4 separate regions of the Mus musculus genome follow, and regions 1, 2 and 3 are each linked to region 4. A link is a contact called in public HiCAR-type and promoter capture Hi-C data. All regions are on one chromosome and are shown on one strand. Each heading gives the region's core, a stretch centred on a gene start, on an enhancer-like site or on the middle of the called end of the contact. The rest is flanking DNA. Distances are from core to core; before and after follow the strand shown.

The links. Promoter capture Hi-C pulls out the DNA fragments that hold promoters and counts their contacts. HiCAR-type assays count read pairs that join an accessible place to other places.
Region 1: a contact with region 4 is called in a promoter capture Hi-C map of liver, with 2.7 times the contacts expected there. The contact joins the promoter of Zdhhc8 here to the promoter of Rimbp3 in region 4. A contact is called at or near these places in 3 of 39 promoter capture datasets (cranial neural crest, liver and pre-B cells) and 1 of 115 datasets of contacts at active chromatin or transcription factors (thymic regulatory T cells).
Region 2: a promoter capture Hi-C map of liver shows a contact between it and region 4, with 6 times the contacts expected there. The contact joins the promoter of 4930588K23Rik here to the promoter of Rimbp3 in region 4. A contact is called at or near these places in 2 of 39 promoter capture datasets (both in liver).
Region 3: a HiCAR-type map of astrocytes shows a contact between it and region 4, with 3 times the contacts expected there. The contact joins the promoter of Tango2 here to the promoter of Rimbp3 in region 4. A contact is called at or near these places in 1 of 39 promoter capture datasets (liver) and 1 of 115 datasets of contacts at active chromatin or transcription factors (astrocytes).

What each region holds. Positions count from the first base shown.
Region 1 is chr16:18,233,521-18,241,255 of GRCm38.p6, reverse strand. It overlaps Zdhhc8 (zinc finger, DHHC domain containing 8), which reads left to right and starts at 6,120. Exons shown (of 11, transcript NM_172151.4): 1 at 6,120-6,349. The coding sequence starts at 6,246. It overlaps Ranbp1 (RAN binding protein 1), which reads left to right. Exons shown (of 6, transcript NM_011239.2): 5 at 297-362; 6 at 1,063-1,277. The coding sequence ends at 1,169. Gm25777 (a small nucleolar RNA gene) reads left to right here and starts at 414; the gene lies at 414-539.
Region 2 is chr16:18,603,877-18,610,545 of GRCm38.p6, reverse strand. It overlaps 4930588K23Rik (a long non-coding RNA gene), which reads right to left and starts at 3,884. Exons shown (of 2, transcript XR_384719.3): 1 at 3,823-3,884; 2 at 801-2,715. RefSeq lists enhancers at 5,917-6,123, 3,923-6,669, 5,917-6,669.
Region 3 is chr16:18,340,106-18,346,964 of GRCm38.p6, reverse strand. It overlaps Tango2 (transport and golgi organization 2), which reads left to right and starts at 3,055. Exons shown (of 9, transcript NM_001359109.1): 1 at 3,055-3,167.
Region 4 is chr16:17,202,285-17,209,613 of GRCm38.p6, reverse strand. Rimbp3 (RIMS binding protein 3) reads right to left here and starts at 1,479. Exons shown (of 1, transcript NM_001033338.3): 1 at 1-1,479. The coding sequence starts at 900. Gm22129 (a small nuclear RNA gene) reads left to right here and starts at 3,716; the gene lies at 3,716-3,822.

The sequences.
Region 1 (7,735 bases), core at 4,871-7,370, 1.0 Mb before region 4:
ATTGTCTGATTGTGATAGACAGATAGCTGAGCAGAGTTGATGGCCTCAGGAGGGACTCAACTGCAGTCATTAAATAGTCAGAAATTGTCACTGGGGTTGTGCATGGTTAATCCCAGCGCTTAGGAAGCAGAGGAAGATGGACATCTTGAGTTCCAGGACAGCCAGGGATATGAAGCAGGATCCCATCTAGAAAAAAATGCCACTGAGGACCATGAATTGACTGACGCTTCAGAATTTTAGGATATTGCCAGTCTACTTTGAGAACTTTCAGACATTAGTCCCTTCTCTTTTTACAGATGCACAAAAGTTCAAAACAAAGTTTGAAGAATGCAGGAAAGAAATTGAAGAGAGAGAAAAGAAAGGTGATGTGGTGCCCGGGAGTGATGAGGGTGGGTGGGTTGTGGGGCTTCTTTGCAGATTCACTCTGCACCTGGCTGCAGCTCCAGTCTGGTGCTTTTTCCATCTGCCAAAGAAACAGTCCAGAATGCTGTGGCTTCCTCTGCCTATCAGAGGCAGTGCAGCTGCCTGGGGACACAGCCTGATGCCTTCCTTGTAGGCTTTGGCCTCACATCGGCCTCTTAGCATTTGTGGTCAGTTTCAGGTACTGAGCTGAGTTACAGCTCTTTGGAACTCAACAGCAGTGAAAGGGCTTTTAAGATATAGTCCTCGTGCCAGGTGTGGTGGCGCACACCTTTAATCCCAGCACTCGGGAGGCAGAGGCAGGTGGATTTCTGAGTTTGAGGCCAGCCTGGTCTACAGAGTGAGTTCCAGGACAGCCAGGGCTGCACAGAGAAACCCTGTCTCGAAAAATGAAACAAACAAACAAACAAAAAGATAGATTTCTCATTTTCTCAACAAATTGTTTTCTGTTCTTCTGGGACAGATGGGGCCTGGGTTAGTAAGTGACCACACATCACCAGCAGCTTGCTGGACCCATCTGGGGAGAGTGGTGGGTGATGCTTGGGGAACAGGTCGGGCCTCTGCACTAGGTAAGTGCCAAGAGCAGTGTAGTCTCACAGCCGGACTTCTCTGTTGTCTTACTGCAATTGCCTGTTTTTGCAGGACCAGGCAAAAATGATAATGCCGAAAAGGTGGCCGAGAAGCTGGAAGCCCTTTCAGTGAGGGAGGCCAGAGAGGAGGCTGAAGAGAAGTCTGAGGAGAAACAATGAATCACTCTGTCTTTTTCCTTTCCTTTTCTTTTTAAAAATTTGCCCTACCCTTTAAGGTTTGTTTTTCTGTTTTGTTTTTACAAGGGACTTTATAAAGAACTGAATTCCAATTTTCAGGTTGTTTTTTTGTTTTGTTTTTTTTTTAACTTTTTTTTCCTCCAAGTTTTGACACCATTGAACATGACTTCAGAAATCCATTCCCCAGTCATGAAAATGTACTGTGCTAACTTTCTTTTCCATAGTGGAAACACTTATTTATAGTCATCAAAAATAGTGAATAAAAAATGCCTTTGAAAACCTGGACCAGCTGACAAGGCTATGTGAGGGGTGGGGAAGGTGTCTATGCCTGGAGCCCTCCTTGGCCACCTGTCTACCAGCCTGATTTTCTCCTAGGAGAAAACCAGTTTGTCAAAATGGTGTGTCCTTCTGTGGCTCTTAGGGACCAGATACTACGGTACCGGCTGGTGCTGGAGGCCACAGTGTGTGTGGCTGCAACTGGCATTCAGGGCCAAGGTGGGCTGCTTCCTTGCTGCTAGAACTATTGCTTTGTGCTTTTGTATAGGGTCTGTGTGTGTGTGAGAGAGAAAGAGAGGTGAAGGGAGACTATTATGTGCTTTCATCTTGGTGAAGGGAGGTGGTAGGTAGCTAAACATCTGGCTATAGGAAAAACTGGTTTTGATTGGCTCTGGTTAATAGAGCAGCTCCAAGCTCAGTGGAGGGAAAGGCCACCATGGTACTGTGCCATAGTGTAACTGAGTCTAGCCCTACACTCTCCTATTGGAAGCCATTAGGTGCCCCAATACATCTTCAAATAGCACTCTAGGAGTTTGGACCTTGAATTCTAAACTCAGCACCATTAGGATTAGGGACTACTTGAATAAAACCTGCCTTATGTGGGGCTAGAGAAATGGCTCATCAGTTATGAACGCTTACTGCTTTTGTAGAGGATGAGTTCAGTTTTAAGCTCACAATTGCCTGAAGCCCCAGAGAATTAGACACTCTCTTTCTAGGCAAATCAAATGATAATGCACATACTTACAGACAGGCAAAAGAAAGCCCTGACCTGACTGACTCATTGTGGGCTCAGGAGCTTCAGCAGCCCCACCTCACAGGGCAAGACCCATGGTGGGGTCTGAGTGCATTAACAGGACCTGCTCTTGCTTTGTAGCAGACTGCCAGTAACACCTACCAGAGTCTGGATATTTATCTGTTGATGCTCGCCTTATTAAACTGACCCTGTTAAGTCTGACCTTGTCCTTTGCAGGGTGTGCTTACAAATGCCTGCCTGCCTGCCTTTCTCCTTTCCCCTCCCCTTTTCTCTCCTCCCTCCATCTTTCTCCTTTCTTCTCTTTTTTTATTTTTGTTTTTTGTTTGTTTTTTTTTTTTTTTTATTTTGAGACAGGGTTTCTCTGTGTAGCTCTGTCTGTACTTGAACTCCCTCTGTAGACCAGGCAGGCCTCAAACTCAGAACATCTGCCCAATGGGATTAAAGGTGTGTGCCACTACAGTCCAGTTTAAAGCTTTAAAGAAATTTAAGCTAGCATTCAAAGTCAGCTTTCATGGTGACATTACCATATAGACATGTACTTTATCATACTCACACCTCCCTCGTTGCCCATTCCTGCAAAAGCACCTTTTCATTCCCCAAGCTGCTCTCTAAAGCCAACTAAAGGCTGTTTCTTGGTTTTCTCCATCCCAGGAAGAGATATGTGTATGTAGTGGGGCCTGATGTAGTAGAATTGAGACATTGGCTACAGGTGGCCTTGGAAGAACTGTCCACGGGCCCTGGACTGAGGATTCAGGTTCAAGTACCCTTTACCTTGTAGTAACAGGCAAATGAACCTTTGAGTGGGGTAAATGCCCTTAGGGAGAGGACTTTATAAGTAGGACGTCTCTTCCTATGACCAGTGTTTGGCATTTCTCCCCATGTATCTGCAATAGAGGAGGATGGCTGTGATGGCTCTCATGGCATAAATCCTGGACTCAGACCCAGAAGGTTTCCTTCTATTCTGCAAATACAAACTGGCTAAGGGACACTGCTGTCCTGTGCTCAGGTTGTATTCTGATGTACATTCAAGGAAGTGGTTCATACTATAGATGGTGTAGCCAAGGAAGACATGCATTGCTTCAAGTCTTGAGTGCCCCATTGACAATAGTTTGGAGGAAGGACATCAACAGGTAACTAGCCTGGTATTATATCCTGACGCAGAGACTGAGCCAAGTAGGGTGGAGTCTTAACAGGTTTTAAGACTGTAAGAAACAGATGTAGTGAGCGTGGTGGTGCACGCCTTTAATCCCAGCACTCGGGAGGCAGAGGCAGGTGGATTTCTGAGTTTGAGGCCAGCCTGTTCTACAAAGTGAGTTCCAGGACAGCCAGGGCTATACAGAGAAACCCTGTCTCGAAAAACCAAAAAAAAAAAAAAAAGAAGAAGAAGAAGAAGAAAAGATAAAAGAAACAGATATATCTTATCCATGGGGGCATTCCAAGACTCCCAGTAGATGCTGTAAACTTAAGGGGGTGCCAAGCCCTGTGTGTTACTGTGCATACACACCTGTGGCAAGTTTGGAAGTTGACATAGTGGAAGGTTCAGAGTAATGAAGCCAGATACACTGCAATAGAATCAGGGATATTGTACCTTACTATAGGGCTTAGCAACCTCAGCACAGGTTCCTAAGTTCGCTTCACAGGGCCTCTGGCATCACTACTGCTGCACTTTGGGGATACTGAGACAAGAAAGCTACAGCGTGTCAAATGAGGAAATAGGGAAGCTGAGGAGTTCACACCCAAGGCTGATGAGAGCAGCATAGTATAGTTATTAAATGGTTAGTGTGAGATAGCCTCATAGCCCAGGCTGGTGGCCCTGAACTGGCTGTGTAGCTGAGGATAACCTTGAATTTAAGATCCTTCTAAGCCCTGTGGTGCCGTGCCTTAATAGGCCAGCATTCTACCAAACTGCTGCATCCTGACCATTTTAGTTTCTTGTTACATAGCTTGGCTAGCCTAGAACTCACTATGTAGACCAGGCTGGCCTCAAACTTAAGATCCACTTATCTCTGCCTCTCCAGTGCTGGGATTAAAGATATGTACCACCACACCCAGCTTTTTAGTTTTTGAGATGAGTTTCACTGTGTAGCCAAGGCTGGTAGTCTCCATGTCTCACTCTTCCAAGAGCTGGTATTACATGAGTCACCACACCCGGCTAATCGTACACAAATCTGAATTATTTATGGACTTCTATTTAATAACTGGGTTGTGGGTAGCTGAAAGCATGGAAAGTCAGCACCGTTGTGGGGAGTGCTGCTTTATACCTCCATCTCAGTCCCTCTGCTGTGCTGGCTGCCACTCTACATTCCTGTTTCAGGCCCTCTGCGGCTCTCCTAGGCTGTGTGTTCCAGTGGCTCCCTGCTGCCTTGCCAGCCCTATTCAGGAAGAAAGGTACCATATCACTCTGGGCTCTGGCCTCAGCAGCTACATCTGCCCCACCTAAAACTGTTTTGGACTCTCCACGACCAGTGTTTGCTATTTTCCTACAAGACTGTGGCAGTAGTGTGGCTGCCTTGGTACCCTACATATAACATGAGAGTAGACTTAATCCCAAAGGAACTCTGCAGTGGGGGAGCTGTGAGTCGTGGAGCCTCCTGTGGGCCCTAGAGGCCCTAGAGGTTCTGAGCGTTCTATGTTAGGGGCTGTAGGACAAGATTAAAGTCGGGCGAATTTAACTGAACTGTGTGCCTAATGCAGAGGGCCAGCTGGATACTTACTTACCTGAGAGCGGAAAGGAGTTTGTATCCACTCTGCTCTCCACTGTGAGGTCACATCACTGCTATCTTACCAACGCTGGAAGACCCTGAGCTACGTCTTCTGGCATGGAATGACCAACAGGACAGAAATCTGAGAGAAAATCTATCACTGTTTATGCTGTTGAAAAGCTGTTTCTACATTAAGGCACTCGACCCTGAGCTGTGGGCGAGCCAAGGAGTCCCAGGCCTACAAGCAGTGTTGTAGGGAGGAGGTGGCTGAAGGACTCTGGGTTATGGCTCTACAGAAGGAGATAGCAACAACCAAGGGAAGAAGGCTCCCACTATCTTGGTCTGGGGAGGGGTGGACGATGGAGAAGAGCCTCCGGACTGGGGGCGGCTCTGGGGGAATCGTCAGCCAGCACCCTGTTCAGGCCCTGAATAAGCTTCCAAAGTAAATGTTGCTGCCTTGTGGAGTGGCTAAGGCAAGCAGTGGGGTTTGACCATGTTCTTACTCAAAACATTAAAACTGATCTGCTAGGGGAAGCCAATGCAGATGCCTGCAGCATCCTTGGAGGGCCGGTCCACCTTAAACAGCTGCGTCCTGGCGCGGGCAGGTGGGCTTGCTCGCGGGTGGGTGGTGAGCATGCGCAGCCTTTCTAGTCAAGGCCAGAGCAGGGTTCAGTCACTTTCCCTAGGACACCAGCTTTCCGAAGGCGTTCCTAGGTCTCTTACACACGGCCTCAATCAAGCCTGCGGCCTGAGCCAGGACACAGAGGAACTCGGTGACCTAACTCTTAGTGTGTGGAGGGCTGAGAACTGGCTAAGGTTTGGATAGCCATGATACCCCTACCTTGTCATAGAAATCTCGCTCACACCCCAGTGACTGCCAGGGGACCTTCAGCCTGTCCCGGGACTGTGATTGGAGAGCATGTAGGCCCAAGAGAGCTCCCGGGTTAGGGCCTGCGGTAGCAAGGAAAAAAAAAAAAAGGAAAGAAAGGAAGAGACAGACAAGAAAGAGAAAAAGAACATGCTTTCCGTTGTCCTGTCGGTCCAGATGGGCGCTGCGCGTGCGTGGGGTGTCGGGCTACCCCGCAAAAGAGGAGTTGGCCGCCCGGCGCTCCACCCTCAGCCCGCCCCCGCCGCGGCCCTGCCGCCGGGTCCACCTTAAGGGGCGCGCTGACATCAGCGCGCCGCCGCCGCCCGTGGGGTGGGATTTCCTCCACTGCCGCTGCGGCGGATCCTGCGCCGCGTCCAGCCCGCGCGCCCGACCCCGGCCCGACCCGGCCGGCCCCGCCCGCCCGGCCCGGGGAGGGATGCGGCGGCGCGGCGCCCAGGATGCCCCGCAGCCCCGGGACGCGCCTCAAACCCGCCAAGTACATCCCGGTGGCCACGGCCGCCGCGCTGTTGGTTGGTTCCAGCACACTCTTCTTCGTATTCACGTGAGTCGGCGCCGGGTCCAGAGCCTGGTAGCAGCGGGTGGGGGTAGGGAGGTTGGGGGTGGGAGCCGAAGGGGCGCACGTGCCCCACGGGGGCGGCGGTGGGCTGGGCGGATTAGCAGGTTGCGGCGAGGGGCTGCGTCCCCGGAGCACGGACAGGTGAATGCCTGCCTCTGAGCGTTCTAGCAGGCCCTGGGTGTGGTTGCAGCCTTTCATTCCCTCGGGGCTTTGAAGGGGGACGCGTGTCACCTACAGACACCAACCTTCCTAGGGGGAGGGGGGGAGTAGGAGCTGTGAGCCCCCTCGTCGCGGCCAGCATGTAAAATCAACTTATTTCTGTGTTTCTCAGCGTAGGTGTGGCCTGCCCCACAGCCGTGACTGGCCACTACAGCCTACTCAAGGCCCTCAGCCCTCCCTGAACACAACACTGAGAGGCTTCTATCCTACACTTCTAAGTCTGGAGCACAAAAGACCTCAGAGGCTAGGCTGCCAGTCGTGGGGAGGGAGCACTCTTTGCCAGCCTGGCACTAGGCAGCCTCAATTTCTTACCCCGGGCTGGCTCATAGGTCATGGGGTTCTGAATCTCGGACCACTCGTTTCTTTCTACAATTCCAAAGCCTTGACACAACTCAGGTGACCAAAGGGATGGCCATTTGTTTCCAGGTGTGACAGCCCCAGGTGTAAGTGAGCCTGAGCCACCCTTTCCACTTTGTAGAAACATATAGCAGCCTTTGTAGGAGTCTGAATTCAGTGCCTGTTGTGGGAGGAGAGTCCTTACCTGGAGGCTGGGGTTGGGTATGTGCCACTGGCTGCAAAGAGCAAGTTTAAAAAAGGCCTGTGTGGACGGGCTTATTTCTGGCTCCAGGGAAAGTCTGTGTTCTTGTCACTCAGATGTTGTGGATTGTGGACTAAGGAAGGGCTTGGGGAGCTAAGACTGGAGGGGACATATCTTGGAAAATTCGGTCTTCCAGAGGTCTTGAGTGGGGTTCTGTTTCAGTGCAGAGAGGGTGTCACAGGGACATTTCGATGTCTTTTAACATAACTCTAAAATTAAGACATGCAATATGGGAATCAAAGTTTTAAGAGAAATTAAAATCCTCTCCCCCTGCTTTCTCTCCTCAGAGAATGTAAGTAGTTTCAGAGGATTCAGAGGACCCAGGTGGTTCCTGGAAACTTGACTCTGCCTCAAGCTTTGGTCTCTGAGGTTGCTACCGTTTTTTCTGGGCAGTGCTTCCTCTGTGTTCTTGAAGCTAGTGTTCTGGGGCTGTGCATGTGGGTGCTCTTGAGGTTTGGGGTTCTCTTTAAGGGACAGCTACTCTGACTTGAACTGGCTCTGCAGTTGGCATGACTGGGGCCCTGTTCAGTCTGTGTGCATCCTCATCTGCCCCT
Region 2 (6,669 bases), core at 2,635-5,134, 1.4 Mb before region 4:
GCACGGGATACCTATCGCCTCTATCCCTCCAGGTTTGGCCATCTCTACAACCTCTCTGCCTCAGTTTCCCTACCTGTGAAACTTGTCTGAACTAGGGAGGTATCGAGAAAGCCTGAGTAGATAGAGCTCCTAGCCCGGTCCTAGGCAGCAGTTAAAGATGTCCAGCCAATGACACAGAGATGATAGCTGAGAGAAAACCCCCCCAGACCTGAGGAAGGCAGCCAGCCCAGCATGCTGCCGCCGCTGGGATCTTCTGAGGGATGGAACACCCTTGGTGTCTTCATGCAATCTGCTGCCTATGAAGGTTAAGATCCCCAGTTGTCAGACAGTCGGGTTAGGACAGGATCATGCCATCTAAAGCTCCCAGAGTAGCTCCTAGTGAGACCTGTCCGTGCTTCTGAGCTATCAAATTCAGACACAGATGTCCCTCAGAATCCAGCATCCATGTCATTTTGGATCCCAGCTACCCCATGATGCCTAGCCACAAGGATGCTCATCCCTGGCTCGTCTCTGCATACCTGAAACCAGGTCCTGCTCACTTCTAACAGTTGACAGTGTCATTTCTCTATAGAGAGTTGTTTGTGGGATAATGAGAACAGACAAACCCCTGTGTTTAGCACAGGTAATAGTTTACTATCTCCTTTTGGGGTGCTGGGGCTCGAACCTGTGGCTCAGTGTTTGTCCTCTATCACTAATTATACCCCCAGCATTTGTTTTTCTACACAGAGCCTCAGTACATGTCCAGGCAGGCCAATGCTGATGCTGGGATTACAGTCCTGTAACATCATGTTTTACCTTTTAAAATATTTTTATTCTGTGGTTGGTGGAACCCACCAGTTGGAACCAGGACTGGCTGTTTGAATACATGCATGAATCTATAGGTAGCTGCTTCCAGAATGAACTGTTGGAGGTCTTGTATACCTTGAATGATATATTCTCTCTCCCTTCCCCTCTCCCTCCCGCTCCTTTTCCCTCAGTCCCTCCCTCTTGCTATTTCTGGGGGAGCTGTTGAGTCCCCTAGGGGACCTCTGTTCTTTATAGCTTACCCTGGTGACAACAAGCCTAAGAAACCCTGCCAACCTAAGACTCTGCATCCTGGGAGCCAGAGGAAGGCAACACCCTGACTGGTGGTCTTCTGGAAGCCTGGTCGGACCACATCCCAAGCAGTGTGTTTGGGGACAGATACAGCCTGGGAATGGCTTGGGCTGGGGGCCTGGGAATGAAAGTGGTAGGCCTGGGGGGGTGGGCAGGAGTGGACCCAGCTGTTGCAGCCTGGCTCCAATTCCCGCTCTGCATGGAAGAGAGTCCCTAGGGCCAAGGCTGGTGGTCTGTCTGAGAGGGAGTGGGGATGTGTGGGGGCTGTGCCTTCCTCCTGGCAGTGGTCCCTGGGGCATCAGGAGTAGGAGGAAGTTGCTTTCATGCTAAGGGACAGAACAAGCTGTTGGGGAGACTCTCTTACCCGCCCCCCAGATTGTGTGCAGAAGGTCTCCCTGCTTTTAATACCTGAATCTCTAATAGCTCTCAATTGCATCCTCAGGTGGCACCCGTGCCAAGCTCCTATATGTTCTAAGAAGTGGATCGAACATCCCTCTGTCCCTGTCTGTACCCACAGAGTCTCCCTTCTAGTCCAAGAACCAGGTACCAGCTTGTACCACCCAGATCTTTGAGCCAATGAGCCTCCCCACCTGAGCCATCTGGAAACTCCTACTCACCCTTCAAGACCCTGTGCAATTATACCTATTGCTTGAAAGCCACTGGGAGTACTAAGCTCCATATTAACCTGGTGTCATTTCTTCCTAGTTTCTCTGGTCTGAAAGAAGGCTGCACACAGGCTTAGGGTACACAGCACTTCATCTAAATCGTCTTTAGCTGAAGATGTTATTGGGTCCTGTAGAATCAAGCTTTGGCTATGAAGCTTGGTACGGAAGCTGTCAGGGCCCGGCCTCCACCAGGGCACACATTGTGAAGAGGACAGAGGGGCATCCGAGAAGCTGAGATGGACGAGTGAGTAGGAGGCTCCCTCCAGCAGGAGAATGGGAGCCCAGTCGGAGCCCTGTTGGCTTACCCACAACATTTGCCTGGCTTCAGTGGAGGCCAATGGGGCGGAGCCAATGGGGCGGAGCCAGAGGGAATCTTACTCTCAAAATCCCTCCTGCCTGCTGCCAGCCCCCAGGGAAGTCCCGCCATTCGGGAACCTGATATTTTAAGACTTAAAGCAAATGTTTCTGGGGCCCCCGGAGCTGCACCAAGGCGCCCATTCAGCCTCATGGGGGCAGGGCCAGCACAGAAGAGCAGACCCCCACCTGCTGCTCTGTTCCCTGGGTGGTAGTTTCTGACAGCAGGGAGTTACGGACACTCCCTGCAAGACACTCCTTGAGCACAGGGGAAGGAGACCTGTGGGGCTTGCAACCTGACGGTCCCTCTCCCAGGTCTCCACGCTCAGGTAAGACCATCAGAAGTCTTGAATCCATTCCAGACCAGGACCAAATAAACAAGCAGCTGCCCTACCTAGGCACCATCTGGGTGAGCACGTCCATGTCCAGGGTCTGGTTTTGAGCCGAGGAACTTAAGCCGAGCCTTTCCATCCAGTAAAGAAAGAGATCTGAGATCCACTGGTGATGTCTATTGGGGTTACAGACATGAAAGTGGTGATCTGTGTGCTGCTTCCTGATCCATAGTGACAGAAACACGGGGCAGGATTCTTCCTGTCATGGCCTGGGTAAGAGAGGGCCATGAAGCTTTGTCTTGGCTCCAAACTTCTGTCCCCTCCCTCCCCTGACCCCAGTTCACCTTCCCTCCAGTCAGCCTTGAAAGGTTAGAACATAACATACTGGAGGAGGGCAGTGCATGGCAAGGCAGCTGGAGTTGTGCTGGGGCAGTCAAAACCTAAGAGTCTAACTTTGTTTGTTTGTTTGTTTGTTTGTTTGTTTGTTTGTTTGTTTGTTTGAGAAAGGGTCTCACTATGTAGGCCAGGCTGACCTGGAACTCACAGATCTCCTCCTGCTTCTGCCTCTGGAACTCTGGGATTAAAAAGCGTGCGCCACCATGGCCAGAAAGGACCTAATCTTAAAGTATGTTCCAGGACTGGTCCAGCCATGAATGCAAGGGCACACCAAGAGAGGAAGGCTACTCTGGGGGTTCTTTTAGGGTGGACTGTACTAGCAGGTTCAGCTATCCCAGACCACAGTCCTCAGATCTAGTTTTCTTTTCTTTTCTTTTTTTTTTTTTTTTAGACAGGGTTTCTCTGTGTAGCCCTGGCTGTCCTGGAACTCGGCTGTCCTGGAATTCACTTTGTAGACCAGGCTGGCCTTGAACTCAGAAATCCACCTGACTCTGCCTCCCGAGTGCTGGGATTAAAGACGTATGCCACCACGCCCGGCAGATCTGGTTTTCTTGATCGGCAGAGCTTGCTCACAATCTTACCCTTAAGTCATGAGCCTGTCACAGCTCTTCTTGGGCAATTTTCACTATCTTATAGATGGAGAAACTAAGGCCCAGAAAGAAAGGGCAGTCTTTCTGGGACCACAAGCCAATCTAGCTGTATTCTCACCTTAACTCTCTGCTCTGACCCATTACCTGCAGACAGGACAGGGCTCTGGATGGCTGAGGTAGAGCAGAGCACACCCTGGAGAGAATCCTAGCATTGGTACCTGCCTGTGGGGCTCCTGGTCAGTCTGAAAACTTCCTCACAAGCCTGGCAGAAATCACCACTGACCTGGGGCTATCACTTGCCAGCTCTACTGCCCTCCTTTTACCATTTTCACAACCTGCCAAGCTTGACCATGGCTACACTGTCATCCTATGTCAAGGGGATTCCCTCACCTCTGTGTTCCTTAGACAGGACAGGCCTGCCACCATCATTGCCTTGCTGTGAGGTTGCATACTGTGCAGGGCCTCTGGGCCTCGGGGTTCCCAGTTCTGAAATTGGTGGAAGGGTCACTGGCAGGAAGGTGGGAGCAGCACTCACATCAGCCTCTGCTGCCCTGTTCCCTTCCCTGGGGACAGATGCTGTTCATAGTCTCTGGTCCAGCCAATTACACAGGGCCTTGAATTTTTCACAGGCCAGAACTTCGTGGTGGTGTCTGCAGTCATACCTCTGACAATCTGGAGCCAGGAAAATGCCCACAGGAGCTTACTCCTCCAGAGCCCCAGGTGTCTCATAGCCAGAGTGTCTCCAGCAGCCAGAGCTGCCCCTGACACCTCCTTCCTCCACATCTTTCATTCTTTGGGCCTTGGTTTCTCCACATATATTTAGTAAAGGGCAGGATGCTGTTGGAAGTAAGAGAGGTACTTAGGAAGTTGTAGTTGGGGTGGGAAGAAAACACAGAGTATAGGACTTGGGGGTCCAGGAGGAGAAAGTGGGACCCTCTTGGTCCCCTTCAGAGGAACACAGAGGCCAAGAACTCCACAGACACCAAGCAGAGGAGACTGAATTAATTAGGACTCCTAAGGTCAGAGGGTTCCCAGACCCGGGGCCCTTCCAGAGACCCTGCATCCAGGGCACCACTGGGAAACAGATAGCTCAGAGTGGTAGGTGAGGGTAGCAGGCAAGCGCAGCACCTGGCCCCGCCCTTCCCCATCCACACCCTGTCAGAGCCCCTTCCCTTGTGTCTAGGCCCCTGGCCCCACTTGTACACCCAGACTCCAAACTGGAAAGACGGGCCGAAGAACAAACAAGCTCATACCACAGCCCCTACCCAGGCCTGTATGGGCAGGGCCAGGAGCTGGGGTTCCTCCTTTTGGGGTCCCAGGAGCCTAGTGAGAGGGACTGACTACCTGTCAGTCCCTGTCTAGCTGTGCCAAGCCCCCTGCTCACTCTTCTTCAGGATAGCTCCCTGGAAAGCAGGCACGGCTGGGCTATCGCTCCCCAGTTCATCTCTTAGGAGGGATCTGCTCATCACAGGGCTGTTCAAGAGATGTCAGAAGGTTGCTGAAGCTAGACAAACAGGACCAACTCTTCAAGATTCTTCTCAGACCACAGTCCCTGTGGCTCCTTCCTAAGGCTCAATTTTGGCATTCAGTCACGTGGTGAGTATAGGGCTAGGTACATTATAGAGACTGGACAAACACCCGTTACTAAATAAAGAAACCCTTCAGAGCAGTCTAGGGCACACTGAGTGACTCTTGCCTCAGCCTGCTCTTGCCATCTGCATCTGCTCCTGAAGAGGCAGTTGAGACCTCTAGACCCTGCTGTGCTTCAGGCTGCCTCCGTCTCTGCCCCTGTGGCTGTCATCACTGAGCCAGGGTCTTGGCACACTTAGAAATCAGGAAGGTTCTGTTTTTTTTTCCAGATCCGAGGGGTGATTTTCAGTGTATTTGATGGTCTGAGCTACAGACAAGAGGAGAGAAGGCCCGTGCTGGGGAGACGTGGAGCTGAAGACATGGATGGGCATGTGCTGGACTTGGGAGGCAAGCCCTGACAAGACCCAGAGTCCAGGATGCTGTCTGAGAGTGGACATGGGTGGGCCGAGCTGCATGCACTGCTTTAGAGCCCTGCTCCTACTCCAGTGACCCAGAGCTCAGAAGACCTTACCTCCAGGCTGGAGGCTGTAACACAAGTCCACTTACACTGGCCAAGCAGTGGAGGTGGCCAAGGGACTCAAGGTGTCTAGGAGATCCAGGGGCTGTGGGGGGTTGCCATGGAAGAGAATAAGGATAAAATCACTGGGTAGCAGGGGTCTTGAGGGTACAGGGGTCAGAAAGCTCCAGAGTCAAGGACAGAGGAACAATGGGAAGTACCAGAGATAGGACTTCAAATATGCTCAGTGGTGGCACTTGACTGGTTGGCCAGGTCTGTCCCCATGAGACCAGAATGTGGCCAGCCACAGTGGCCAGGTCAGGCCAGATTGGTGTGCTGGGTGTCCATCCTTCCTGAGAACCTGTCAGCAGCCTAGACATGGGGCATGGGTGAGCAGGCGAGACGGGCACCAGGCAGTCCTGTGAGGACACAAGGCTCCACCCTCAGTCTTGCCACCGGACACTCACATGACCTGTGACTGGCTGCCTGCCCGCCCACCCACCCTGCTGCCAATCACAATGACTATCCTCCCACCACACCTGCTCATGGCTGACAGAGGTCTCTATTCCCGGCCAGCCGCCTGCTCGGGTTATATTTAGGCCACAGGGGTGGTGCTGAGCTCCTGACCCCCTCTTGGGGCCCAGAGCAGGGGCAGCTGGACTGGGCTGCCTGCCCAAGCCTGGCCTTGTGGCTCAGGAAGAGGGCTGAGGCCTGGTTACTGCCTGCACGGCTGGTCCCCAGTGCCTCATACTCTGTTCCTTAGCTGGTGGACAGAGAGAGGCCTGGGCTCTGGCTGTAGGACATGTGAGAAAGTTCGGCTGGAGCAGGGACTAAGCTCTAATTCACTCATGGAGCCTGGGCATGAGGGCTGTGGAAAATTCAGGGGGCCCAGCAAGGCTGGGGAGCTTGGAGGGCCAGGCCAGGGTATGAGAGGACACCCAGGGGCTGGGCAGACAGCAAAACTGTTCTCTCCTGGAGCTCCCTGCACCTTTTCAGGGGGACCCTGAACTCCAGGCCCTTCTCCAGGCTGTCTCATAGGATGCTGCTAGGCAGGAAGTGATCCTGGAAAGCCACATCGCTTCTGCTGGTGCGCACGGACAGTCCTTGATATTTGGTCCTTAGATCTGACTCTATTCTGCCAGCCTGAGCCA
Region 3 (6,859 bases), core at 1,806-4,305, 1.1 Mb before region 4:
CCTACAATACAAATTGATACCAGGAGCTTTTCAGAGTCAAGGCAGTTGCTACTAATCCGTTGGTATTGCTACTTGAAATGAACACCATTTGGCATCCTGGTATTGAGATATTGTTGCAGCTCTGGCAAGGCAGAGTGAGCAACTCTAAGAAAGCAGAGTCTTCCAAGAAGGTAGCTCTCTCTAGGTAAAGCTGTAACTACAGCTCTCTACTAACTACAGCTGTCTTTCTGGTTAAGTTGCTGTGTGGTGGGGACTCTCTTTCCTCAGTTAGAAGTGGATTTAGTCAATCCAGCTCTACCCTGGCCCGTACTCATCCTGGAGCACCTCTCTTGAAGACCCCATAGCTCTGGATCATACCACTTCCCCATACTTGCTGATGGGACAGAGGCTGAACAGGTTTTTCTCTGCTAGAAGAGGGCAAAAGGGAGACATAGCCTCCCAGTGTAGGAATGTCCCCTTTTAGAGACCTGGCTGCTTTAGAGCCTGATCATCAGCTGCATAGAGGAAATCAGGGTGGATAGAGACAGCTCAGATAGGTTTCAGGGCTGCTATCTTACAGTCTCCTTACCAGGGCCAATAATGAATATCTCCCCCCTTCTCTCTGCCTCTCTGTCTCTCTGTTTGTCTCTCTGTCTTTCTCTCTGTCTCTGTCTCTCTCTCTCTCACTGTGTGTGTGTTTCTTGCTCTGTCTGTCTCCCCCCCCCCCACTCCCCCCCCCACTCCCCCCCCCCCATCCTCCTTATCCATCCAGCTGCTGGCCATTTCTGTAGGGATAGTGCTGGGGAAAGCCACAGAGAGGAAGTGTTTGTCAGGAAGAACTTCCTAACTAGTTGGCACTTAAATCCTAAAAAGGTGTTTACAAAAAGTGGTGAGCTCCCATTCGAGGAATGAACAATGAGCCAGACTCAAATGGGAGAGAATGTCAGAGTGCATAACTATTAAAAAAAAAAAAATAGGGGCAGGAATTGGATCCCCTTCCCCTAATTTGGACTGCCTAGTTGGGCCTCAGAGGGAGAGGGTGTGCTGGGATTAGATGTCCCAGGGTGGGGTGGTACCCAAGGGGGGCTCCCCCTTCTATGAGGAGGAGGGGAGGGTGTAATAGGGGGTTGGATTTGGGACTGGGAGGAGAGGAAGGAGGGGAGCTGCTATCAGGATGTAAAGTTAATAAATAATTAAGGAAAAAATTGGGGCAGAGGTTCAAATCCCCCCCGCCCCCAAAGGGCCACCTGCTGCCTGTGATGGGATTCGAACCACTGTTCAACATGTTCTTACATCTCTCTTTATGGATAGGATTGATGAGAAAGCATATCCAGCCATTGTCCCACTCTGAATTCATGGCTTGGTGCTTTGGGGACAAGCTACTGTGTATCTGCTATATCCCAGACCATGCTCTTTTAGCCTCAAGCCCGTGTCCTGCTTGTCCATGACTACCTCTTAGTCCTGTAGACCAAGTGATCTGGCAGCTCAGATGGAGACAGCTGGCAGGAGCACAGGGTGACTGTGCTAAGCTGGAGGAAGAATGGAAGTGCCTAGCTAGGTCTGCCACCTGCTGGCCAGGAGTCATAGTCTCCGGAGTCTGGTCATGTTTGCAAATGATTTCCTTTAGTTCTCAGGAGGAATGCTGGTGAGGCTGTGTGAGAGAGGGCAGAGCTGTGACTGGGTCTGGCTACAGCCTTGCTTTCGCCTCTCTGAGTTCCAGTTTTCTGCAAAACATCAGCATTGAAGTTTGGGACCATGGCACCTAGATCGTCCAGGCAGCTAATGCCACTTGGCATTTTTTTTTTTTTTTTTTTTTAGATTTATTTATTTTTTTTTTATTATATGTAAGTACACTGTAGCTGCCTTCAAACACTCCAGAAGTCAGATCTCATTACGGATGGTTGTGAGCCACCATGTAGTTGCTGGGATTTGAACTTCGGACCTTTGGAAGAGCAGTCGGGTGCTCTTACCAACTGAGCCATCTCACCAGCCCGGCATTTTTTTTTTAAATCAATTACATTTTATTTTGTGAGTATATACCACAATGCACATGTGGTGATCAGAGAACAACATAAAGGACACAGATCTCTCCTTCCACCATGTGGATCCCAAGGATGGAACACAGGTGGCCAGGTTTGACAGCGAGCATCTATACCCAGGCAGCTATCTTGCTAGCCCTTTATTTTACTTCAAGTGAATAGCTTAACTGCTCTGAGCAATTATATTTACATCTCTCAAGTGGAGTGAATGAGAACTGGGTATCAAGTCAACTGGGTTGAGAGTCTGTAGTACAGTATCATTGTCTTTAATGTGGTTGTGATCCTTGTACTGAGTACTCACTTTGGGGAGGACCTCTGATGCTCCCTCCACCTTAGCGATGGATGCTCAAGCCCCTTACACAACCTGATATTAACAGGTACAGGAAGCCCCCAGTGATTGTCCTGGCCCTGTTCTAAATGTCCCAGTCATTGTCCAAACATAGCTCAAGCATGGTAAATTCCTCATCCTTGGGGGTCTGGACTCACAGAACAGCCTCTGTGACTTCTTAAGGACTATGGAAGGCACGGTGGAGCAGAAGTCCGTGTTCTGTGTTGTTTTTTAGTGCAGGGAATACAATAGATGAGAAGTCAGAGGCCAAGGATACAGGCAGTCTAGTAAGACTTGGAGGCGACAAAGGGAGGGGAGGGCTATCTGGGACAGATGATATGGTCTAGAGATAAAGACCAGGACTTTGTCTAAAGGGGGTGGAGGTGGGTCCAGCGCCTGAACCGGGCGGGGTGCAGGGTCTCACAGAGATAACCCACAGGCTGAGGAGCTGTGGCTGCATGAAAGGACCAGATGCCCACACAGCTCCAGCCTTGGTGCATCGCCAGCCTTGGTGCATCTCCAGTCTTGGTGCAGCTGCGGGGGCGGAGCGCTATATCTCTAAGCGACAGCACATACGGCCAACAAGGCCGCGGTTCTGGGTTCGATGCTCCGCCCTTCGCTGCTGCGCCCAATAGCGAGCGCTCTGGAGGCGGGCCGGGCGGGTTCTGGGCTGGAGGCTAAAGCCCGCGGGTGCGGCACCCGGAAGTCGGCGGCGGCGGAGGCGGTGAGTGTGCAGCGGGTGGCTGGGGCTAGCGGGCTGCGCTCCTGGCGGGGCTGACCCAAGGTCGGGCGCCGGGCTCCTGGAACGCGGTCTGGATCAGGTTGGTCGAGGACGAGGCGGTCCGCCCCTTCTCGTCATAATTCAGTTTTCCCTTTCCAAGGCATTAAATGGAAACTAAACGGCCTGCTGGTTCGGGACTCTAGTCTGACAGACCAGACCAGACTGTCTCTGATAATTGAAAGCAAAACCCTCACGGTACTGGAAGATGTTTCTATTTATCCCTGTCAGGATTGGGTGCGGGGAAGGGTCTCGGCAGCAGGGGCAGACTTGCTGTGTAAGAGGCTAGATTGGCGGGACAGAGAGCTGCATGGTTGTTGCAGGGTGAAGGGCTGCAGTCTCCAGTGTCAAGAATTACTCTGGAGCCTAGTCATGTCGCCCCTCTCACTCTGAAACCTCCGATGGGGCCTTGGGCTTCACAGAATGTCAGAGTAGACAGCAAGTGCTGGGTCATTCTTATGCCTGATATGGGCTTTACTGGGCTGGCGTAGTGAACCCTTGCTCAGAACGGGAGGACATTGCGTGTAGGCTGCATCCAGGCCAGGTCTGGCCCCACTCTAGGCTCATTGGCAGCTGAGGTTTTGCTTGTTTGCCTCTTGGACAGTGGACAAGGAGGCCCTGATGTTGAGATCCATCCATGTACCCTCAGCATCTTTCCTATGTTTCCTTCTGCCCGATAAGTCATGTCTTTAGAGTGCACCCTATGCCCTTGCAAATGCCTTGCTCAGCAGACCTGTCTGCTGTCTGGGCCTGCTGACTACCGTTTTGCCACTACTAAGCTCAGCCATCTTCTATGGGGTAGATGTGACAGCTATAAGGGACAGGTGAGAGACATGTCCTCTAGACAATTTTTTAAGGTAGTTTCATTAGTCCAACCTTGTACATAGTGAAGTAAACTCTAGCCAAGGAGGCATGTGTTTCCAAGGCTGCTGCAAGCCAGGGTGATTGGCTTCCAGGCCCGTGCTTCTTCCCCTTTCCCTGAGACCTCCTGGGTCATGTGGTCTGCTGGAGAGGGTGACTGTTCCCAGATAGAACAGAGCCTCTGCCCCTCCTCCAGATTCCTAGTGTTGCTGCTGGGATGTGAGATGCTGTGGTGCTCACATCTCTTCAGGTTCCCCCACATGGTCCCCAATCCCACATTTTCATTTTACTTTTGTGTCTTTATTTTACTTTAAGTGTTTGGGGGACACATGGCAGAGGGGCCCAGCTCCCAGCTGTCAAGTCAGCAGCCTGAGAATTTCCCCTAGTTTTAAGGACCTAGTCTCAGATCACACCAGGCTTTGATGATGAAAAGAATTCCAGGCTAGCCAGTTTAGGAAGCAGAGTTGGAGATTGTGTTAAAGATATTTAAATAGAGGCTTAAGTATGAAGATTAGGCACAAAAGAGGTGCCCAAAAGAAAAAAGTAAAACATACTTCAGAGCTTGGGCTCGGAGCTTCTCCGCTTCTCTGATGCATCTCATTGAGTGAGGTTTAAAAGTCCTGTCTTATTCATGGCTCCTAACTAGGTTCAAAGTCAAAAGTTCAGCCCTGGGAATAGAGGAAGGTAGGATATCTTACTGTCAACAGTTTTGTTTGAGGTTCTCTAACTGTGTCTGGGAAGAGAGATAAGGCCATACCCAAGATCATATGCATTTTTTTCAGGCCTTAAGTGTATTGTTATCTTAACATAAAATACCTGTAAATGAGGCCAGGCATGGAGGCTCACACCTTTAATCCCAGCACTTGGGATGCAGAAGCAGGCAGAACTCTGTGAGCTTAGTCAGGGCCACACAGTGAGAACTTGTCTCAAAACAAACAAACAAACAAACAAATGTAAAAATATCTGTATATGAAAATCCTGGTAAGCGTCGGCACCCGTAGCACTGACTGTGCTGGGCCACTTGCTTTTTGCTGGCAAACGCATTAACCCTGGTCCAGGAGGAGGTCCTGCCCTTGCTTCTCTTCACGTCATTGGCCTGTGTCTCCACCCTGCCTCAGCTAGATGCAGTCTGATCACCTACTTGCTCTCATATATGGTACCCCTTAGCCCTTCCCTGGATGTGGGTGACCGATCACCTGTACAAAGAACAGGACAGGAAGGCTTGGAGGAGTTCTAGAAACAGAGCCAAGTTTGTTGTTGACACTAGGTGGGGAAGAGCCAGAGTTCGTCCTTTGGTGATGTGTCAGTCAGCTTACAACAGTAGTAACTGTGAGTCTGGCGTGTGTTGACTCAGACCACAGGGCCTGCTTGGTAAAGGGCTCCTGACAACAAGATCACCTCAAGCCAACTTGATTTTTTGAGATAATCTGTACCATTTTCACCTCTTACCTCAACTATTCATTGTTTGTTCTTTGAGGCAATATAGTCTTGATGAGACTAGAACTTGCTATGTTGCCCAGGCTGGCCTTGAGCTCCTGGCTGTCTTATTTCTTGGCCTCCAGGGTGCTGTCAACTTTAATATTCTGTGTGTGTGTGTGTCTGTGTGTGTGTGTGTCTGTGTGTGTGTGTCTTGCTATGTCACCTAGGCTGACATTGAATTGGCCATCCTCCTGTCTCTGCCTCCTAGGTTGGAGGATCACAGGTGTGCATGCTACACCCAGCTCCCCTTTGAGATTTCAAAAGTCATGTATACAAACTTAAAAAAAAAAATGCCTCCATGTCCCAGCAACTACTCCCATGGTATACTGCTGACACTTGTGTCTACTGGCAAGGTGTCTTAGTGCTTGCCTCTATCCTCTCTGGAGAAGCTGTGAGCTAGAGATGGCTCTATAGTTAAAAGCACTTGTTCTTGTTTGTTTGTTTATTTCAAGACAGGGTTTCTCTGTATAGTCCTGGCTGTCCTGGAACTCACTTTGTAGACCAGGCTGGCCTCAAACTCAGAAATCCGCCTGCCTCTGCCTCCCGAGTGCCACTTGTTCTTGCACAGGTTCTGGGTTTGGCTCCTAGCAACCAGATAGCGCCTTCCAGGAAACCTGACATCCTCTTTGACCTTTGCAGGCACCAGGAATGCATATGGTACACATAGGCATGCATGTAAGCTAACTATCAGATGCATAAATAAATTATTTTAAAGATATATTTATTTTATGTATATGAGTATACTGTAGCTGTCTTCAGACACACCGGAAGAGGGCATCAGATCCCATTACGGATGGTTGTGAACCACCATGTGGTTGCTGGGAATTGAACTCAGGACCTCTGAAAGAGCAGTCTTATCCACTGAGCCATCTCTCTAGCCCACCCCGTCCCCTTTTTTTTAAAAAAGAAATGCCATATTTTGTCTGGTTCTAGATCAGCCAGGGCTCCTGTTTCAAAAAACAAACAAACAAACTAAACAGAATATCCTATTTTATGTATTTATTATTTAATACAAAATGAGGTGATAGAAGCCACCTGAGGGCCAGGCCTGTCGCTATTGTGGGGGCAAGGGACAGGCTGGGCTTCCTACCAAGAGAAAACTGAAATGCTTGCCAGCCCTGTATCAAGCTTTCTGTCAAGCCCATAGTATGTTTGGTTTGTGCTATTCCTTTGAACTGTGAATGACACCCTGGTGTGAGGTTGAATTAATGTCTTCAGAGCATTGGGGAGATCTGAGGAGAAGGTATCACAGGAGACAATTTGTCATGGTGAACTGCTGTGGAACAGCTGGATTGAGCAGCATAGGCTTACAGAGCTCTGGCTGCCAAGATGGGAGGAGAGGAGGGTGCTGCAGCTGATTGGTTGCCTGGGGATTTCTCAGCCAAGGTCTCAGGA
Region 4 (7,329 bases), core at 230-2,729:
TACCTCGGATTCAGAAGCCTGGGAGCAATTCAGTGTGTTGTCCAGTGAGCAGGAATGTGCTGTTGCCAAAGATTCGAGGGAGCCGGCGCGCGTGGGCAGCAGGTCGTTTGGAGAATGAACCCGGACGCCAGTGTTCAGGCTTTCGAGGGATCCGAGTCGACGAGCAGGCTTTGGGGTGCCACCAGTGTTACTCTGGGCTTCTAGGGGCGGCTCTTCCAAGGAATGCGTGGCTTGGGGGTCCGCGGGTCCCGGTAAAGCCGGCTGCCAGCGGAAGTGCTCTAGGATGTATTTAAGGAATAGCTGGCGCTCCACGTCTAGCGCCGCCTGCAGGTGGCGGATGCGCGCGGCTTGTTCGCCGTCGGTCTCCCAGCGCAGCAGCGCCAGCACTTCCTGCAGGCGACAGCGGCATTGTGCCGCGGAGGCTTCGGATGCCCCTGAGCGGCTGCAGTAACCACGGTTCACTAGCTCCTGGGCCAGCTGACGCTGAAGCTCCCTTGCCTGGCGCAATACAACATCGCGCTCCTGGTGTAGCAACTGCTGCAGCTGCCGCATCTCTGCCTCCTTCCAGCGCAGCAGCTGCCGGATCTCGGCCTCACGCTCGCGCTGCACCTCCTCCTGCAGCTGCCGCAGCTCCCGGAGGCGTCGTGCCTCCCACTTGGAGCGCAGATGGTCAGCCAGCTGCTGCCGCTCCTGCTCAGCCGACTCCCGCAGCTGGCGCGTCTGGGTAGCGAAACGCCTCCGTTCCGACCGGCCGCGCGCGCGCTCGCCCTCCAGCTCTGCCCGTAGTTTTTCTAGCTCTCGTCTCTGCTCCTCCAGCACTGCGGCCGCTGGGCCGGGGCTGCTTGGCTTCTTGGGCGACGCGCGGCCACCACCCAAGGGGGTGGGTGAGTCCTTTGTCATTGTGGCCGCAGCCCGGCAAGAAGCCAGAGAGATAGTTTGGTATTGGTAGGCCAGTTAGCCAACGGCCTCCGCCCCCGGCCGCTGCCAACCGCCCCACGCGCCCCTTCCGGCGCCCCTAGGTGCCCTCCGCGCGCCTCTTCCGCCTTGGGGGCGATCTCCCTTATAACCTGTCGCCTCCCCACAGATTGAGTGCCTTTCGCTTCTTCCTAAACTCCTGAGACCCCTTTCAAACTAGCCTCTGAACTTCCCCGGATACCCCGGGCATATTTCGGAGCCCACACATATCTGCTTTAGGGCTTTTGTGACCTGTTCCACTTTCGCCCTGGCAGTGTGCAATCCTTTCCAGAATTAGATCCCCAGTAGGGTTCCTAGATGATCGCTGATCCTGGGCCTGAGTAAAAATGGATTCTGGTCAGATCTCACCTGGCTCTACTAGGGTTTCTGGTCGAGTTTTGAAATTAGGTAAACTTCTTACAAGATCTGCTTAAATTTGTGGTTGAGCTCTGAGCCCTAAGTGGCTATAACTCCTCTGTTCCTACGCAGGACCCAACATGCTAAGCCTTTTCTTTGTTCTTTTTCTTTTCTTTTTTCTTTTTGGTTTTGTTTTTTTGTTTTTTGTTTTTTTGTGTTTTTTTTTTGTTTTTGTTTTTGTTTTTGTTTTTTTTGAGACAGCGTTCCTCTGTGTAGCCCTAGCTGTCCTGGAACTCACTCTGTAGACCAGGCTGGCCTCAAACTCAGATATCCGCCTGACTCTGCCTCCCAAATGCTGGGATTAAAGGCCATCACTGCCCGGTGCCTTTTCTTATATCAACTGAAACTTTGTGTTGTTTGTTTGTTTGTTTGTTTGAGACGTGTGTGTGTGTGTGTGTGTGTGTGTGTGTGTGTGTGTGTGTAGAGCTGGCTGTTCTGGAATTCACTCTATAGAGCAGGCTGTCTCTGCTTCCCCAGTGCTTGGATTGCAGGAGTTGACCAACATGTCTTGCATCTGAGCCTTTTTGAATCAGCAGGTGGCAGTGACTGAGGATTGATTGCACCCACCTCAAACATGCTGGGCAAATTTTATACCACTGAGATTCATATCCTGTCTCTGTTTCTGTCTGTCTCTGTCTCTCTCTCTGTGAAGTAGTAGTAGTACTAGTAGTAGTAGAGACTGAGCCCAAGGTCTCATTTAGTAAGTAATAGGCAAGCACTTTACTATTCATTATATCTTCAGTCTTCAGCCCCTTTAAAAATGTAAGATGTTGGGGCTGGAGAGATGGCTCAGTGGTTAAGAGTACCAAATGCTCTTCCGAAGGTCCTGAGTTCAAATCCCAGCAACCATATGGTGGCTTACAACCATCTGTAACAAGATCTGATGCCCTCTTCTGGAGTGTCTGAAGACAGCTACAGTGTACTTACATGTAATAAATAAATAAATCTTTAAAAAAAAAAGTAAGATGTTAAGATGAGCAGTGGTGGTATATCCTTTTAATCCCACCATTCAGGAGGAGGAACCAAAGCCATGTTTTCTGCAAGATCAGCAAGCACCCATAACCCTTGAGCCATCTTTCCAGCTCCCCAAAACATTAAAAAAAAAATATATATATATATATAGTCTCACTCTGTAGCTCTGGATGGCTTAGAACTGATGTCTACTGGGCTATCCTAGAAGTCACAGAGACCTTGCCTGGAATAAAGGTATGCAGCACCATGCATGAATGTCTGTTTGAAGTTTCTGGTGGTGGTGGTAGTAGTGGCGATGGTGGAATTTTTTGTTTTGTGTTTGTCTTTGTTTTGGAGACAGGGTCTGGTCTTTCTATGTCCTGGCTGACTTGGAAGTTGCTATGTAGACCAGGCTGGGCTCAAACTCACAAAGATCAACTTGCCTCTGCCTCCCAAGTGGGATTAGAGGTATGTGCATGGCACTATACCCATCTCCTTTTTAAATTCATATTTGAGTTAGGATGTTGCTAATTTGTCCAGGCTGACCTTGCACTAGTGGTCTTCCTGCATCAGGCTACCAGACAGCTGGGATCACAGGTGTGCACCCTACACCTGACTCAAACCTACTCTTGTCCTCTTACCTACTGCTCACTTTTTCCTGTCTTTTGGTATTGATTTGGTAGTTTTCTACTCCAAGGAGCCTTTCTGGACTCTCCAGGCTGGGCTTAGAGTTCCCAAGATGCTCTAGCCCACAGGGTTGCCTTGATGACTCTACATACAGCTGCTTTACCTTTGAGGAATGGGTATGACTAGTAAACCTTTGTGTCTCTGCCCAGAGCAAACTCAAAGCAGGTAAAAATGGAATGTCTTTCCCATGCAGGTTGGACCAGGCAGATAGAAAGAACATAGAGGGTACTGTACTTGGTCTCCAGGCCTACCCAGTTCCAACACTCAGCAAACACCTGTCAGCAAGCTTTAGGGTGTACACCGGGCATGGGGGTATTGGGAAGAGGCCTGAAGGTGGGCAAGGAATGAAGCTTCAGCCAGCTTGTTGGTAAGGTCCAGACCTCAAACGAGGGACAATAGACTCTCCTCTTTCCCTCAAGGAAAAACAAGACCAACAATGATAATAACACCTAATGCTGGGTGGTGGCCCATGCCTTTAATCCCAGCACTTGGGAGGCAGAGGCAGGTGGATTTCTGTGAGTTTGAGGCCAGCCTGGAGTTCCAGCACAGCTAGGGCTACACAGAGAAAATCTGTCTCAGAAAAAAAAAAATCACATATATAGCTATTGTCTGGCTACTTTAGTGTAGATCAGGAACTTTCCTCCTATCCGGTTCCTCCCTGTTCTTCCAGGCTCTGGCATTAACTGGCTTACAAAAAACCACAGTGGTGCTCGCTTCGGCAGCACATATACTAAAATTGGAAGGATACAGAGAAGATTAGCATGGCCCCTGCGCAAGGATGACACGCAAATTCGTGAAGCGTTCCATATTTTTTATGTGTAATACTCAAGTTCACAAGTTCACAGATCCATTGTGTGGTTTAACAGACTATTCTTGAGGAAAAAAAAAAAAAAAGACAGATCTTGGATAAAACCAGAAAAAAAAAAAAAAAAACAACCCACAGTGATAACTAACCTTCCATAGCCATACATTCTGTCAGAAAGATCCTTTGTGGTGCCTTCTGAGTACCCAGGGTGACTTACTTCCTCTTCTTCTTCCTCCTCCTCCTCCTCCTCCTCCTCCTCTTCCTCCTCCTTCTTCTTCAAGACAGGTTTTCTCTGTGTAACAACCCTGGCTGTTCTGGAACTGGATCTGTAGACCAGGCTGGCTTCAAACTCACAGAGATATGCCTGTCTTTGGCTCCTGAATGGTATAACTAAAGGTGTTCATCACCATGCCTGACAACACCTGGGCCTTCTAACCACTGTGTGCACTCAGCTCCTGGCAAATTACTGCTATAGTTATTTATCTAACAAGATTCCCCTAACCCTATAGAAAATACCTTTGGGGGCTGGAGAGATCACTCAGTGGTTAAGAGCACTGGCTGCTCTTCTAGAGGTCCTGATTTCAATTCCCAGCAACCACAAGGTGGCTCACAATCGTCTACAAGGGGATCTAATGCCCTCTTCTGGCCAGAGGATGTATATGCAGCAGAGCACTCATATAATTAAATATTTTTTTGGCGGGGGGGGGGGCGGGGGGGTTCGAGACAGGGGTTCATAAATTTTTTTTAAAAGAAAATACCACCCGGCAGTGGTGGTGCACGCCTTTAATCCCAGCACTTGGGAGGCAGAGGCAGGTGGATTTCTGAGTTTGAGGCCAGCCTGGTCTACAGAGTGAGTTCCAGGACAGAGAAACCCTGTCTCGAAAAATTAAAAAAAAAACAAAACAAAAAGGGGGGGTGGGTATGGGGGACTTTTGGGATAGCATTGAAAATGTAAACGAGGAAAATACCTAATAAAAAATAAATTAAAAACAAAACAACAACAACAAAAAAACAAACCTTTGGGAAACAAGAACATGAGAATTATGGTTCACAATTCATTTTCAGAACTGAAGCAGAGCCGGGCGTGGTGGCGCACGCCTTTAATCCCAGCTTGTCTACAAAGTGAGTTCCAGGACAGCCAGAGCTATACAGAGAAACCCTGTCTCGAAAAAACCAAAAACCAAAAACAAAACCAAAAACCAGAACTGAAGCAGATGAGGGTAGCAAGTGAGAAGCCAGTTATACTTAGCCTTTAGTTTATCCTGGGTTACAAGAAGCCTGTCTTCTTTTTTTTTTCTTTCTTTTTTTTTTTTTTGAGACAGGGTTTCTCTGTATAGCCCTGGCTGTCCTGGAACTCACTTTGTAGACCAGGCTGGCCTCGAACTCAGAAATCCGCCTGCCTCTGCCTCCCGAGTGCTGGGATTAAAGGTGTGCGCCACCACGCCCGGCAAGAAGCCTGTCTTTATGGAGCTCTTAGGAGGCGCTGCTTTGCAGAGACGATCCATGGGTGTCAGTGGCTTTCCAGGGCACCTGGCAACAGAGGCTGAGGATTTAGGTTGTTATTTTATGACGATATGGGTGGTTTCACAGCTCATGTGACTTACTTGACTGGGGTTCAAGCTATGAGGTCTGGAGATCAGCCTGTCACCAGAGAGAGGATTTGGTGTAGATCTCTAGAGTCACCTCACTCACCAGCTGGTATTGCTAGTCATGCCAGAGCCTCCTGTGGCATGTCAGATGGGTTTCAGAAAAGTGTCTTTCTTGGTTTCTACCCTGTTACTTCATGTGACCCAGGACACCACTGTGCTTGAGATATGTGAGAACGAGTTACAGACTTGGAGGCAGATTAAGCCATGTTACTGCTTTCTCTGAGTCTCCCCACTTACAAAATGAAAGAGAAAGATTACATGGGCTGTTTTCAAACTGGATTCTGTGGGGTTTCAGAGTTCCTTGGATAGCACAGGACTGCAAGGGTGAATCGAGGAAGCAAAGGGAAGAGAATTTCTACCTGCCCCAGTGTACAGATCTCATAAGTGTCATGTATATATTCTAAGAAAGACACTGGCTTAACAAAGAAGTAGTAGGCCTGAAGAGATTGCTCAGTGCTCTTCCAGTATGAAGGCTCACAACTGTCTGTCAGTATAGTTCCAGGGATCCAATGCCCTCTTCTGGCTTCAACAGGCACCAGACAAGTAGATTTCTGTGAGTTTGAGGGCAGTCTGGTACAAATAGTGAGTTCTAGGATAGCCAGGAATATATACAGAAATCCTACCTCAAAAACAAAACAGAATTGAAATTTTGATTATTCTTGCCTCTGCCCTCCCTTGTCTCCCTTTCACCACACCAACACTTCTTCCTCTCTTTACTTTTTTAAGTATATTTTTATGTGTATTGGTACTTTATATATATGCATGTATGTCTGAGCAGCTCCAGATGTATACAGTGCCCTCAGAGGTCAGAAGAGGGTGTCAGATCCTCTGAGACTGGAGCTATAAGTGCTGTGAGCCACCTTATGGATGCTATAAATCAAACTTGGTGCTGGGAAGTGGTGGTGCACACCTTTAATCCCAGCACTTGGGAGGCAGAGGCAGGCGGATTTCTGAGTTTGATGCCAGCCTGGTCTACAGAGTGAGTTACAGAACAGCCAGGGCTATACAGGGAGATCCTGTCTAGGAAAGCAAAACAAAAAAGAAATCAAACTCGGGTCTTCAGATGAGCATCTCTCTCTTTCTCTCTCTCTCTCTCTCTGTGTGTATGCTCATGGATATTATGGTGTACTTGTGGAAAATCAGAGGATATGGCTCTACCACCTCCAGGCTCAAATTATATGATCTTAAGATGGGTATTATAGATGGGTATTATAACCCTTAATCCTAGCAATTGGGAGGCAGAGATTGGTGGATTTCTTTGAGTTCAAGGCCAGCCAAGGTTACATAGCAAGCCCATGTCTCAAAACAAGAACAACAAAACAAACAAACAAACAAAAAAAGAGTTATATTGTTTGAACCAAATTTGAAAACCTCTGAATTAAGTGTCCTGAATATTCTGCTGAATGAAAGCAATGCATTCTCTTCACATTTCTGTCGGCCTCATGTTGCCAGCTCTGTACTGCTAGTTTCTCCTTAGAGCTTCAGCCCTTTTGAGACATGGAGTCTGGGGTCTTGGTGGCCTAGCCCACCATTCCCCCACTGGTGTCAAGTGATTTTCCCTTAGGGAGTCTATTAATTTTAGATAGAAAGGGCATCAAAAGACCAAAGCAAAAATCCTTTCTAATGGGCACATGGATGTTACTCATGGAGTACAGGTACTTTCAGAACTTGAGGGTGGAAGCTGGAGGATCAGGAGTTTAAGGTCATCTTTAGTTATATAGTGAATTTTGAGGCCACCTTAGGCTACATGAGGCCTTATCTACATCTCATCTCCCAACCTCCAACACTTCTCCACTTGTAAAAGCACTGAGTGAGTGTAGGGTTTGCCTTCTGGCAGTTTCTTTCTTCCTCTCTGGATATTTCAGC